2 separate regions of the Ostrinia nubilalis genome follow, and region 2 is linked to region 1. Evidence: chromatin contacts called from public Hi-C data. All regions are on one chromosome and are shown on one strand. The core of a region is the stretch at or near the end of the contact, and the rest is flanking DNA. Distances in the headings are between cores, read along the strand shown.

The links. Hi-C and Micro-C count contacts between places; a contact is called where the count stands out from the background.
Region 2: a Hi-C map of whole larva shows a contact between it and region 1, with 3 times the contacts expected there. The contact joins the promoter of LOC135078212 here to the promoter of LOC135078246 in region 1. A contact is called at or near these places in 2 of 5 Hi-C or Micro-C datasets (whole body and whole larva).

Annotation. Positions count from the first base shown.
Region 1 is chr14:14,063,008-14,068,920 of ilOstNubi1.1, reverse strand. It overlaps LOC135078246 (helix-loop-helix protein 1), which reads right to left and starts at 3,357. Exons shown (of 3, transcript XM_063972847.1): 1 at 3,276-3,357; 2 at 1,697-1,819; 3 at 688-1,071. The coding sequence starts at 1,812. The coding sequence ends at 774.
Region 2 is chr14:14,205,598-14,211,510 of ilOstNubi1.1, reverse strand. It overlaps LOC135078212, which reads left to right and starts at 2,781. Exons shown (of 3, transcript XM_063972797.1): 1 at 2,781-2,889; 2 at 4,349-4,441; 3 at 4,705-5,158. The coding sequence starts at 2,834. The coding sequence ends at 5,056. LOC135078210 reads left to right here. Exons shown (of 6, transcript XM_063972796.1): 3 at 149-341; 4 at 479-675; 5 at 1,368-1,618; 6 at 1,818-2,587. The coding sequence ends at 1,944. It overlaps LOC135078213 (YLP motif-containing protein 1-like), which reads right to left. Exons shown (of 9, transcript XM_063972799.1): 9 at 5,100-5,913.

The DNA.
Region 1 (5,913 bases), core at 2,108-4,607:
TAAACATTGAGTTACTTTGACTAGAAACGTGCAATAATGAAATCTACTATATAAAAATAAGTCGGGTTTTCCTTCCTGGCGCTATAACTCCCGAACGCACGAACCGATTTCCACGGTTTTGCATTCGTTGGAAAGGTCTCGGGCTCTGTGAGGTTTATAGCAAAGAAAATTCAGGAAAATTTAACAAACGAAATTCGAAATTAGTTAAGTTAATAAGAAACCTATAAACGATTTGCAATAATTAAACCAGTTACATATACAGATGAAAGTTAAAATGACTAGAAATTAAATAGGCACTAAAGACTTTGGCACATTGTCTTTGAAAGTTTATGGAGAGATATTTCGCTATCACATTTTAATGACTAGAAATTATATAAGATAAATGTACTTACTGCGAGTGAATTACGTCTTATTTTCATTTAAATTAATTACTAACGAAGAACTAGCCAGACTCTCAATACTCAATACTCAATATGTACCTTATAATACCTTACTATCGCAGATAAAGCTGAAGAATATCCAAGAATTTATATTGTAGGAGATTGGTGCAGTTCTATTATGCCCTTAAAATTTGAACGACCAAGTAAAGGTCCAATTTGAGATTACAAAACATTTTCATTCAAGTAAGTTTAAATGTTTAGTGTTAGTGAATGATTTTTAGATACAAGCTTTGACCCATTCACAATGCTGTTTGACTGTCTGGAAAGTAAAAAAAAGTATTATAAACCTCCCAAAATTTTCAAGAATAAGATCATGTGATACCACAATAATACTCAAGCCTCCAGCACATGGTTCAAGTACGCAATGTAACAAATAGCCAGCCTCAAGATCTCTATCTTGGACAGTTTCTTATCTGGAGGCAGAGTCGGCAACAGTCTCCTAAGAGCTGCAAAAGCTGCATTGAAGGCTTCCACCCTGATCCGTTCCCTGGTGGCGTGGGCGGTGCGGTACTTCAGGGTAGCTCGTCGCCGTCTCCTCCGTTCTTCCCTGGATAGACCGGCACAGGGCGACCCTGGCCCGCTGGAGAGGTACGCTTCTTCTGATAGGGCGCAGGGCTCGAGAGTTCTTTCTCTGTGAAGAAGGAATAAATAAATAATAAATCCTTGCACATTTTACACTGCGCCGCTAGCCCCAAACTAAGCAAAGTTTGTACTATGGGTACTATACAACGGATATAAACACGTTTTATTTACAACCTAAAGAGACAAACCTAAAGAGGATTTAGGACGCTATTTGGATCAAATATGTAATTGCTCAATAATGAATAATAAATAAATAAATAAATAAATAAAATAAAATATTAAGAATCAAAATCAAGTATTATTAGTGTGGCAATTACCTATAGCAAAGTTTATGTTTCAATTGTAGGGTCGACTGCTTTCAATTTTTAAGGCAATAGATTCAACAATAGTTGGTTGGCACCTACATATTATTATGTCACTAACAGCATCGAAAGCATATAGACTACCTACCTATGCCAAATAGCAACTTTTACAACTACATAAGATGTTACAGTATTCAGCTTTAGGTGCATGTGACGTCGCCTGTATCACTGTATTAATTTTGTCAATTACTAGATATGTGCTCAGCTCATTGTATTGAAAAGATAAACGACTGCATACGTATTGTTCCTATGTCTAAGAACATAGACTTTTTGTTTTACTAAAGTTAGTAATAAGTAAGTAAGGTGCCCTACCTCTTCCTTGGTGCCAGGTTCTCTCTGCCAGTGATGGGCAGCAATGCTTCTCTGGGTTCCGCCAGCATGCAGGGCAGAGAGTCCTCCATACCGGTCGCTTCTAGCCAGCTCTTCATGGTGAAGCTGCCACAAAAGTACACTTTAAAATTAAGACACTCTTTTGCTCCCAAGGTTTAAGTTCCGTTTCTTAAAATATGCGTAATCAGTGGCGGATTTACAGATTTGCCGCCCGTAGGATGTTGGATCTTATTTGACTGGCCTAGCGAATATTGATATATTCATATCCGAAATACGTACCTACTTTGTGTATGTAAAAAATAATTATGAACTAAGTAAATCTGCCGCCCCTTAAAATTTGCCGACCTAGGCTTCAGCCTACTCCACCTGCTGGTAAATCCGCCACTGTGCGTAATATAAAATAGTCGCTCAAAATTTGACTCTACTACCCAATGCACTACGAGTAGGTATCAACCCTTATGACATACTTAAGCAGTAGAGATACTACTTTAGTTCCTAGGTAGTTTAAGGTTTGCAATTTTAGTTTTAGACCAGTAAGAATTAATAATGTATAGACATAGAGCAATAATATCAAGTAGTCAAGTCGAATGGATTCGATACGGGTTGATCGTGATTCGATTACCCCATCCACTACACAGGGGGCGATATAAAAAGAATAAATACGGATTTATTATCCCCTAAAGGCCCGCTTAGGAGGTGCGAACTTATTATTTATACACCCTTCTTGTGGTTCAATTAGATTTGGGATCAAAACAAACGTGTCAAGGGTTAGGACGTGGTCAGAGCATCCTTGGAGTATTCTTAAGATATTCATTGAGTGTCCTTTGAAGGGCAGGATCAGATGGATGTAACCTTTGTGGGTTGCATTCTAATTTTCAATTGAGAATGTAAATCTGTTAAATTGTCTTTCTTCTCCTTATCGTTCCTGTGGGCACTTCCATTCCTCTGTGAATTCCGACGTTATTTGTCTCTATTATCTTGTATAAACAAATATAATTTTTACTTTTGTGTTGTGTTGCGGTAAGTTCAGAAGAATGAATATTATGCAAACTTTTTTACTCAAATGGTAACTTTAGTATTTTTCAAGTTGGTGTTTAGTGCATATCTCTGCTGTGTAGAGAAACAATAAAAATGAATACATACTTTATGATACTATATTTTAAATCTAAACACCAGTATTTGGTCGAGGTGAGGATATACTCGTAGCTCTACTTTTGTGGGGATTATCACGAGTGGCCTTTATCACCCTTAGTCAATACTTACAACATAAACATAGTCGTAGTAAACAATATTACATTTTTATTACTTCTCCATAGTCACCTAGATTAATAATAAGTGATTTCGAATGGTTTCTGCTATACACTACTCACAATCTTCAAATCTTATGATTCTACCTGCTTCTATTTAAGATTCAAATAGGTACTAGGTACTTAATATTAGATGTGGAAAATTTGTTCCAGAAATTATCCCCCAAAATGCATAATTACATAACTTTACAGAAAGAGAAGAAAGGGAAAAAATTTAAGATAAAAACAGAAGTAATTTACAAATGCAACCACACCTTTTGAAATTTCTCTTTCAAAAATTCCACAATCCACTATCACCAATGTCCAATGACACTACCGCACCATTTCACACACTCCTCTCACCACACTGATCACACTGAGAGTGCCCTCAGCATCCCTCCGGTTATATGACGTCAGAGGGCCGGGCCAGCCCTCTCGGAGGGCGGCGCTTGTGCAAATAGCGGAGGATACAAGATGAGGTGCAGGATGCAGTGAGGTCGTGTTTTAATAATATGTCCTTCAAAATTGAGTTAGCTTTAGCCCGGAACTTCGACAACGAAGTCATTTTTTTTTAAAGTATTGTGCTGTAGGCATGGACCTATAAAAAAAGTCGGACGGATTCTCATCAACAAAATACTGTGACATTAGGATACACCAGCTTGCCTGTACGTACAGGCCTGCACGCACACATTCACACCCTGTTACACCACTTCGAGTGCAAACTTCACACAGTTGACACATTTAAGCAGCGAAAAAACAACACGAATACGACATGTCTTGTGTGATGAAATTGTGTAAAAACCGTTCTGTTCGAACAAACAAAAATTAAGGAATCACATTTCACAGGCAAAATAATAATCCAATCACTTATTTCCCGATATTAAAATATTGAAATTAATTGAAATCAAACGTCATTCACTCGAAAAAATAATACGTCAAAGACCAGTGTTCTCAGTTATTTACGTGGGAAAATTACCCGAAATAAGGGAAATTAATAATAATTTTAGGACTTTTTAGTTATTTATTACGCATACTATGGAAATAAAATAATTTATCATAATAATTGTGTTTTAATGGGATATATTTTCATAGGCAAATTTGATCCTTCCCAAAAATGTGGAACTGCAAAATTCAAATTTTCTTACATTGATTGCAAGTCAGTGTCAGGTTGTATGTTAAAAAAAATCTTTCAGAGATAATAATAACAACTGTCTACAGCATTTTTGCGCACGGGTTATGCATAGCTTATTTTTATTGCTTTAATACCTAGAAATAAGAATAACAACAAAAAATTGTTCTGAATTTGCTATTATGTGTAAAAAATAGAAAAATTCATATCAATGAATGTATGAAACATGAACATAGAGAGGATTTAATTAGTTGCCAAATGTATTTTTTTCTTTCTTTCTTTCATTCTTTCTAATTATTAAAACATACCAAACATCCATTTAAGACTCATTTTCACAAGAGAAAATTTAAAATAGAGTCCAAATATTTATTAAAAATGAAAAGTTCTAATTTCCTGTCATGTTCTATAGAAGATTTTTCTCATAAAAATCTAACCCTATCATGCTTTCAGTTTACTGGCCTTGGTAACGTCATCTCTCAAATCCCACTATATTTTGATGAAAGCGTGCCCCTTGTTCTTGCGAATAAGCCCCCATAATTATCTATAAATATATCCCAATGAGAATGTGACGTGCATCTTTAGAGACATTCTTCTATGAAGATGGAAAATTCAAATCGCTATAACTCTTTAAAAAGCAAATATTTTCGATTTGTAATCGCACTTTTTATATAAATTTGCTTATACAGGGTGTTAGGTAAATGGGTATATGAGCCGACACTAGCCTATGTTAACATATGCATATAAATGGTATGGTGAAGTCAGAAATTTGATATCATCATTTTAATTTTTTAAATGTTCATACAAAATAAAATTTATAAAATCAGATATGTATGAAAATTAAAATAATTAAAATGATGATATCAATTTTCTGACTTCACCAGACCATTTATATGCATATGTTAACATGGGCTAGTGTCGGCTCATATACCCATTTACCTAACACCCTGTATAATCTGAATATAATAAGTAAAATCCATGCGCAAAAAAAAATTTTTTTTTTGTTGACCGGTGTAATATATTGATGATGCATAAGATTATGATTATAATGTACACAAGATTCGTAATTTGTAACTGCGTGAATCATTTTTAATCAACATTATGTACATACCCTGACACACTGACTTGCAAACAATGTAAGAAAATTTGAACATTGAAAATTTCGCGCCTACCTCAACGCATTCACCTTTCATCCTTTTAAAATGGCACGGAATAATTCTGTCTACATTTCCAACATCTGCCGATCTATGTTTTTCTTAAAATAAATGGGTAAAATTTTTTGGCTAACATGGCATCCCTAAATTCACTCACACAATAGACAAACGCCAAAATTTTGCGTCACAGTTTTGTTGTAGCGCGAGTTCCGTCCGCCTTTTTTTATAGGTCCATGGCTGTAGGTATATTTGAATCCGTTCAGTAGTCGAGCACATTACCTGAAATAAGTACCCCTTCTACTCTAATTGCAAGCTTATGAAACCAATCGCTTTGTGGGTAGGACATACTGAAAGATTTTGAAACTCTACTTAGGTTGTAAAAGAAATACAAAGCCAATAAATATTTTTATTTTATTTGTTTAACAATTTGAAAGCTTTCAGTAGGTATGTCTGTGTCATCGAGTGGTTGACTGAAAAGTATTGGGAACTTTAACTAGAACTCTGCTGCTGTTTTTCCTGAACACTATAATCCGGGCCTTATCAAGGCGAGAGTGAATAGGCACATACAGGGCAGATATGTACCATCCTAGACTGCATATTACTTAACACCAGGTACGATTGCGGTTAAATTCC
Region 2 (5,913 bases), core at 1,532-4,031, 140 kb before region 1:
AAATTGCTTTAAAGAAAAAGAGGTGTAGGTTTAATGGACGTTACTTGTAATAAAATTAAAAAATAAAGATAATAAAAGATTTATGGCCCGAATAATCTGATAATTCAATCGGTTTCTTGATGTTTAATTGAAAATCTCGTGTTTCCAGGCAACCAGCAATGTCCGGACACAAAACCCACAGTACTACAGCAACTCGTACCCAGTCCAGGAGCACGAGGTTGCCCAGGAGCGCAAGTACGCGGAGAAACCCAACGCGCTGAAGAAGGTCGCGCTAGACGACCTCGACGACATCCAGACCAACTCCATATCAGACGGAGGCTTCTCTTGGTCTAACATGCTTGGTAAGTTTGTATTTAGACTTCTTTAAAAACCTTGAGATTCTCTTATTTTTGTTTGTCGTAAAAGGTCCTTCGAGGCCAAAACACCATGTTGGGCGCCAAAATTCAGATTTTTCATAATTTTTACTTTCTTCTTCCAGGCATGATAATGCAAATGATCTTCAACCCCGGCGGCACGGGCCCCAACAAGAGTGACAACATCGACACCGACTCGGTTGCGCCGTCCCCCTGGGCTAACCTCTTTGCCATGGGCCTTAAGATCCTTACCGCCTTCCTCAGCGGAGGCGCCTCAAGCGATGGTATCGACAAGGTCGACAATGGCTCTTCCCCCATGCAGGTACACTTACACGTCGTTACCTTCTCCTCTCAGCATGTTATGAACGATGACAAGACTATCAGGACCAATGCACTCAAACAGGAATTGTTGAGAGATTTTATTGTATAAATATAAATTATTCTTACTTTGCAATTAATATTTTATTTATCCATACTGATTTACTAACATCCAATAATGTAGATAATTTTAGTTTCAGTCACTTCGATAGTGTAAAGCACCTTGCAAGTTGACCCTCACCTGTAGGTACTTTTAAACCCCGTATGGTAGTTGATAGAAACCTAATTGACAAAAATAATAAGTTCTTACGACCGGAATACCTCACGGTAGTCTTCCTTGTCGAGATCCATTTATTTCTTGAGGTACTCCTGTCTTATGGAATGTAAATAGTAAAATTCGGTTATGGATATGGTGTCGCTTCTCGCTTGCTTCAGGGTATATTGGCTGCGGTACTGTCGACGATGCTCGGTGCAAAAGACCCCGACCAAGTCGCCTCCATGGCAAAGCAGGCTGGAGAGGTACGCCACCTACCCTTCCTTCTCCTTATAATGAGTCAATACATAAATGCATTTAACTATACCAACAGGTAACATTCTTCTAAGTCTAACTGATTCTTCATTGCAATAAAAACATCGTTTTCTTTTCAGTTTTGTCAGTGATAAGTTCACGTTTTGAACTTCTGTTTGTTTTTTCAGTTCATCAACATCGTAATGAATCTTCTGGATGCCCTGAAGACCTCGTTCTCCCATAGATCTCTGACCGCCCGGTCCATGGGTCGCAAGGACTCTGTCAGTGACGCCGCTTTGGCAGGTATCGCCATGCTGAAGACCTACGTGCGATCCTTCGGCACGAGTGACGACAAGTGCCTCCAGAAATACGTTTGCGATGCCAACAATGAGTGCTCCTCCGACATCGGACCCAAGAGCGTGTTCTGTCAACTTGGAACGTAAGTGACCTTCATCTTCTATCTTCTGATAGTTTCTTTTCCTGAAATTCTTTAATGACTCTCTATTTCAGCAGTTCTTGTTCTTTTCAACGAAAGACTACTTTTGCAATGAATTAAGCTCATTTTTGGCCTTGCTCACTTTGAATTTTATAATCCCAGTCAGCGTTTACCCATTTCAATCTTTTTCTCTTTTTCACAGATACGCTGCCAGTTTCGTCTTGGAAAGACAATCGGGTGGTTCATTCGAGGAGTTCTCAGAGGCCGGTCGCCGCGGCCGCGCGGGAGTGGACTGCCGCCAAATGTACCTCCAGTGCAACGAGGTCTAACCCTCTCCGCGCCGCCAAATCGTACGCAGTAACAACGCAGCAGTGATAAACGATTTAATGTTATCAAGATCCGAACTAATTGGAAACAACAGAAACATCCAATTGATTCCAGTGATTAGAGACATAATATTGCAGTGAGCAGTAGATTAGTCAAAATTGACGCTATCGGCGTACTGAATTTCGTTTAAAACATAAATGAAATTAAGTACACAATGGTAATCTACATTGGTGCCTTAATGATTGGAATGTGCTCAAAACTTATCCCATCGGTTAAGAGCGCGTCAAGCATAGTGTTCTATTAATTTATTTAAATTATTTATTTATTTAACTTATTTTAGAAGTTAATAAGTAGGCAAACAAAGATTAAATGTATCCAGGAGATATTGATTCCGTCCAGTAGTCACTTTTTGAGTTAAATTTCAGTTATTGGCACAACTAAATGCATTTGTGTTGAAACAATGAATCCGCCAGTTTCTCGATAATTAACGACTGATGTAAAAATAATTCTGTGTGATATACGAATGGTATGAATACCTATTATTTATATCACTTACTAGTTAGTATTGTATATTTTGTGAGATCGAATGAATGGGGACGTCCGTGTGTGTATGTTATTTATGTGAAATAAAAAAATGAAAAATTATTTGTTTTTTTCTTAAATCCGTAATCATCTCAACGAGAAGTTAAGTACAGCTTGTTTGCTGTAAGGTTAAGCTCTAATTTGTCGAAATCGCAGATGACAATGGTGAAAATACCGCTATAGCGATGTCACATGTTAGGGGCCGAAGTAGAGCGTGTAGAATGTAGATCGCTGGATGCCCGCCGGGGCGTGCGCGCGCGCAGTGGAACCTTGACATTCGGCTGACAGGACGTGCGCTTGCCATCCGACATGACATTCGGTGTATTGTCCCAAATGGGGGCGGGAAGTAAGCAGTTTATAGACAGGTCAGTTGAGTGTTTTTTAAACAAGTAATTGTCAAATTAAGACAGATCTGTTTTGTCCCAAATGGGAACGAGAAGCAAATCATTGACAGGTCAGTTGTTTGATAGTATCTTTTTTTTATAAACAAACGATAGTGGTAGAAATTTAAATTTCGGTGTATTGTCCCAAATGGGAACGGGGAGTAAGCAGTTTATTGACAGGTTATAGGGTTGTTTGATAGTATTTTTTAAACAATTGCAAGTAGTAAAATTTACATCAAGGCTTGTCAAGTTAAGACAAGACGTTTTTGTTCCAAATAGAAACGGGAAATAGGCAGTTTATTAACAGGTCAGTTGTTTGATAGTGTTTTATAAACAAGTGCTATTAGTAGAAATTAAAATCAAACCATGTCAAATTAAGATTGCTATTGATATTATGCGAAAACATTTAAATAAGTATTTATAGTTTTTAAAACTGATGATGAGAGAAAAGTCCAGATAAGCGTATCGTAACGATAAACGAATAAAAATACAAAGCGACAATGTTAGGAGGCAAACGACACAATAATATTCTGGTTAATAATTTTGTATAATTTTTTATCACAAAAAATAATACGAACCTCAAAACTTACCCGCAACCAGTGACTTGATTGATGTTGTTCTGCAACGCTATAAAATGTAAAATACTGGACGTCTTTTAACAACTGCCGTTTTTCATGAAGAAAATGGCTCTAGTTAATATTATTTTTTACCACAGTAAAAAGCACTTCGAAAGACGTTCATTATTTTAGTGTCTGCAATCTTTTTTTTTTATTCTTTTTTTTTTTCTAAAAGCTTATCGTCTTCGAAATCGTCAAATTTAAGACAGATTTAAAAGGAAAATCCTCCCTTTTTGGGACTTAGATCGTGTAAAATGGGCCGAATAAAAATATCTATCACCTTCAGAAGTTCCAAATAAACTATTTTTTCAGCTTTTATTGTAATAACAAAAAGTTATTGTTAGCGCTAACCAGACGAGCGTAGAATAATCTGGACAAAATGCAAACTTTAGACTTCGAAGTCAGGCAAAATGAACTTTGCGGTATCAAAACTGGAATACCATGTAGATGTAACATTTTTGTTTAGGATTTTTGTCGTAAGTTTTCTGTCATATTTTTGCACTTGCAAACGAATGGCTAGAACAGTGGCGCCAAATGGTGAGCGCTGTTGGCGGATTTACACTGCGCGGAAATTAGTTAAGTCAAAAAAACAGTGGAGTGGGGATGAAATTCATTCATTTTTCATCCCCACCCCGCTGTTTTTTGACTTGACTTGGCTAATATCCGCGCAGTGTAAAAGCGCCTTGTAGAAGAAAGATTTTATGTCGCACTCACTAGGGGTAGTGTTATTCTTTCTTTTTTTGTTCACTACATTTTTTAGGGTCGTGGTTTTTTGTTTTATTAGTTTATTTTTTACTTGCCGTTAAAGTAAATTATTAAAACAGGTATGCAGAATACGGGACCCCCGTAGCGGACCCACACGTGGTATACGCGTACGAGCCTCCAACCCAGGGGCATGTCGAGGCTTCTTCCAAACAGTAAGTTAAATAATGAGTTATTGTGGCCAAAAAATCCGGAAAAAAATTAATAGTTAGAGTCTTAAAAGTCCGCAAATTACTGGACAAATCCAAACGGATGTTAAACTTTCTAAAAATCAAATATTTAAAAAGATATTTTTTTAAGATTATAATTAATTATTAAACAAAGGTCCTGGCAATTGAAATTTGAAAGGAAGAAAGAAAGAAAAAATATTTATAAACTGCCTTTTTCACGAATTTCGTAAAATCTTTTTTTTTCGCAGCACATACGGCGGCGGACACAAAAGCAATGCGGCCATGTCGGCGCTCACGCTGCTAGCTTTCCTGTTCTTCCTACACATCTTGCAGCAATGCATCAAGGACCACATGGCATCCATGAGCACCCCACAGATCACCATCATGACCGCAGGCCGGGAAGGCGAAGCCGCCGTCAAAGAAAAACTCGACAAAACTGGCCTCACGGACAATAAAAACAAAAACGAAAACGAACTGGCCGAAAACGAAAAATATCTGACGAAAATAAACACGGCGCAACCGCCGCGGTACGGAGCAAACTACAAACACGCGGCGAAAACTTACGGCGAATTTGTCAACGCTATGGACGAAAATAACTGATTTAAAGCCTGTCGTATGGGATGCAATGAAATAAAATATACAGTAAAGTTTAAAAGACTTTATTATCAAGCATATCTAGGAATAAAATACACAACATCCATACTTTCGTAGTTATTTTCATAATTCTGCCTATCAATAGATATCAGATAGATAACCCCCCAAAATTCGACCCTGCTCTAACGAGTTTATTTATAAGTACTCCTTCAAAAATAAGAATTTTATGATCACAAATATTTTGTAAATTAGTAGTTACTTTACTTTCAGGTAGTCGAAACATTTAACAAAGATCCATACAAATGAGAATAATTTACTATATACTTTTATTATGTACTGACTACAAACATTATAAAACTTTAGAAGTTATACTGCTCCTAAAAACCTCATCATACATCTACAATCACGCTTCTCGTTACTGTTTGTTTATAATTATTATTAATTATGCTAGTTTAATCTTAACACATGGTTAAATCCTACTTCTTGCAACTATGCAAATAGCAGACCGTTCGAACAGTACTGCATGTAAACAGAAAATAATTGTAACCGACAACTCATTTGAAAATGCATCCGAGTTATCTTTAGTCACTTCTACCTATGACCTTAATTAACATAAGAAAGAAGTTAAATTGTATTAAGAATTTAATAGCCTAGACACAGCTCACTGGACTATAAGTATATTTTTTTACTTCCACTTCTAGTGCCATCTTGCGGCGTAGTGCAGCTAAACAAACACTTATTGACCTGACTGTAACGGCATTACTTCGCGAGGCATGGGCATTGTTAGACGGACTAAACTAAAATGCAAAGACTGCGATAAGTAGTAGTCTGACAAAAGAAAAAGGCTAGTCGAGGTACTTTTC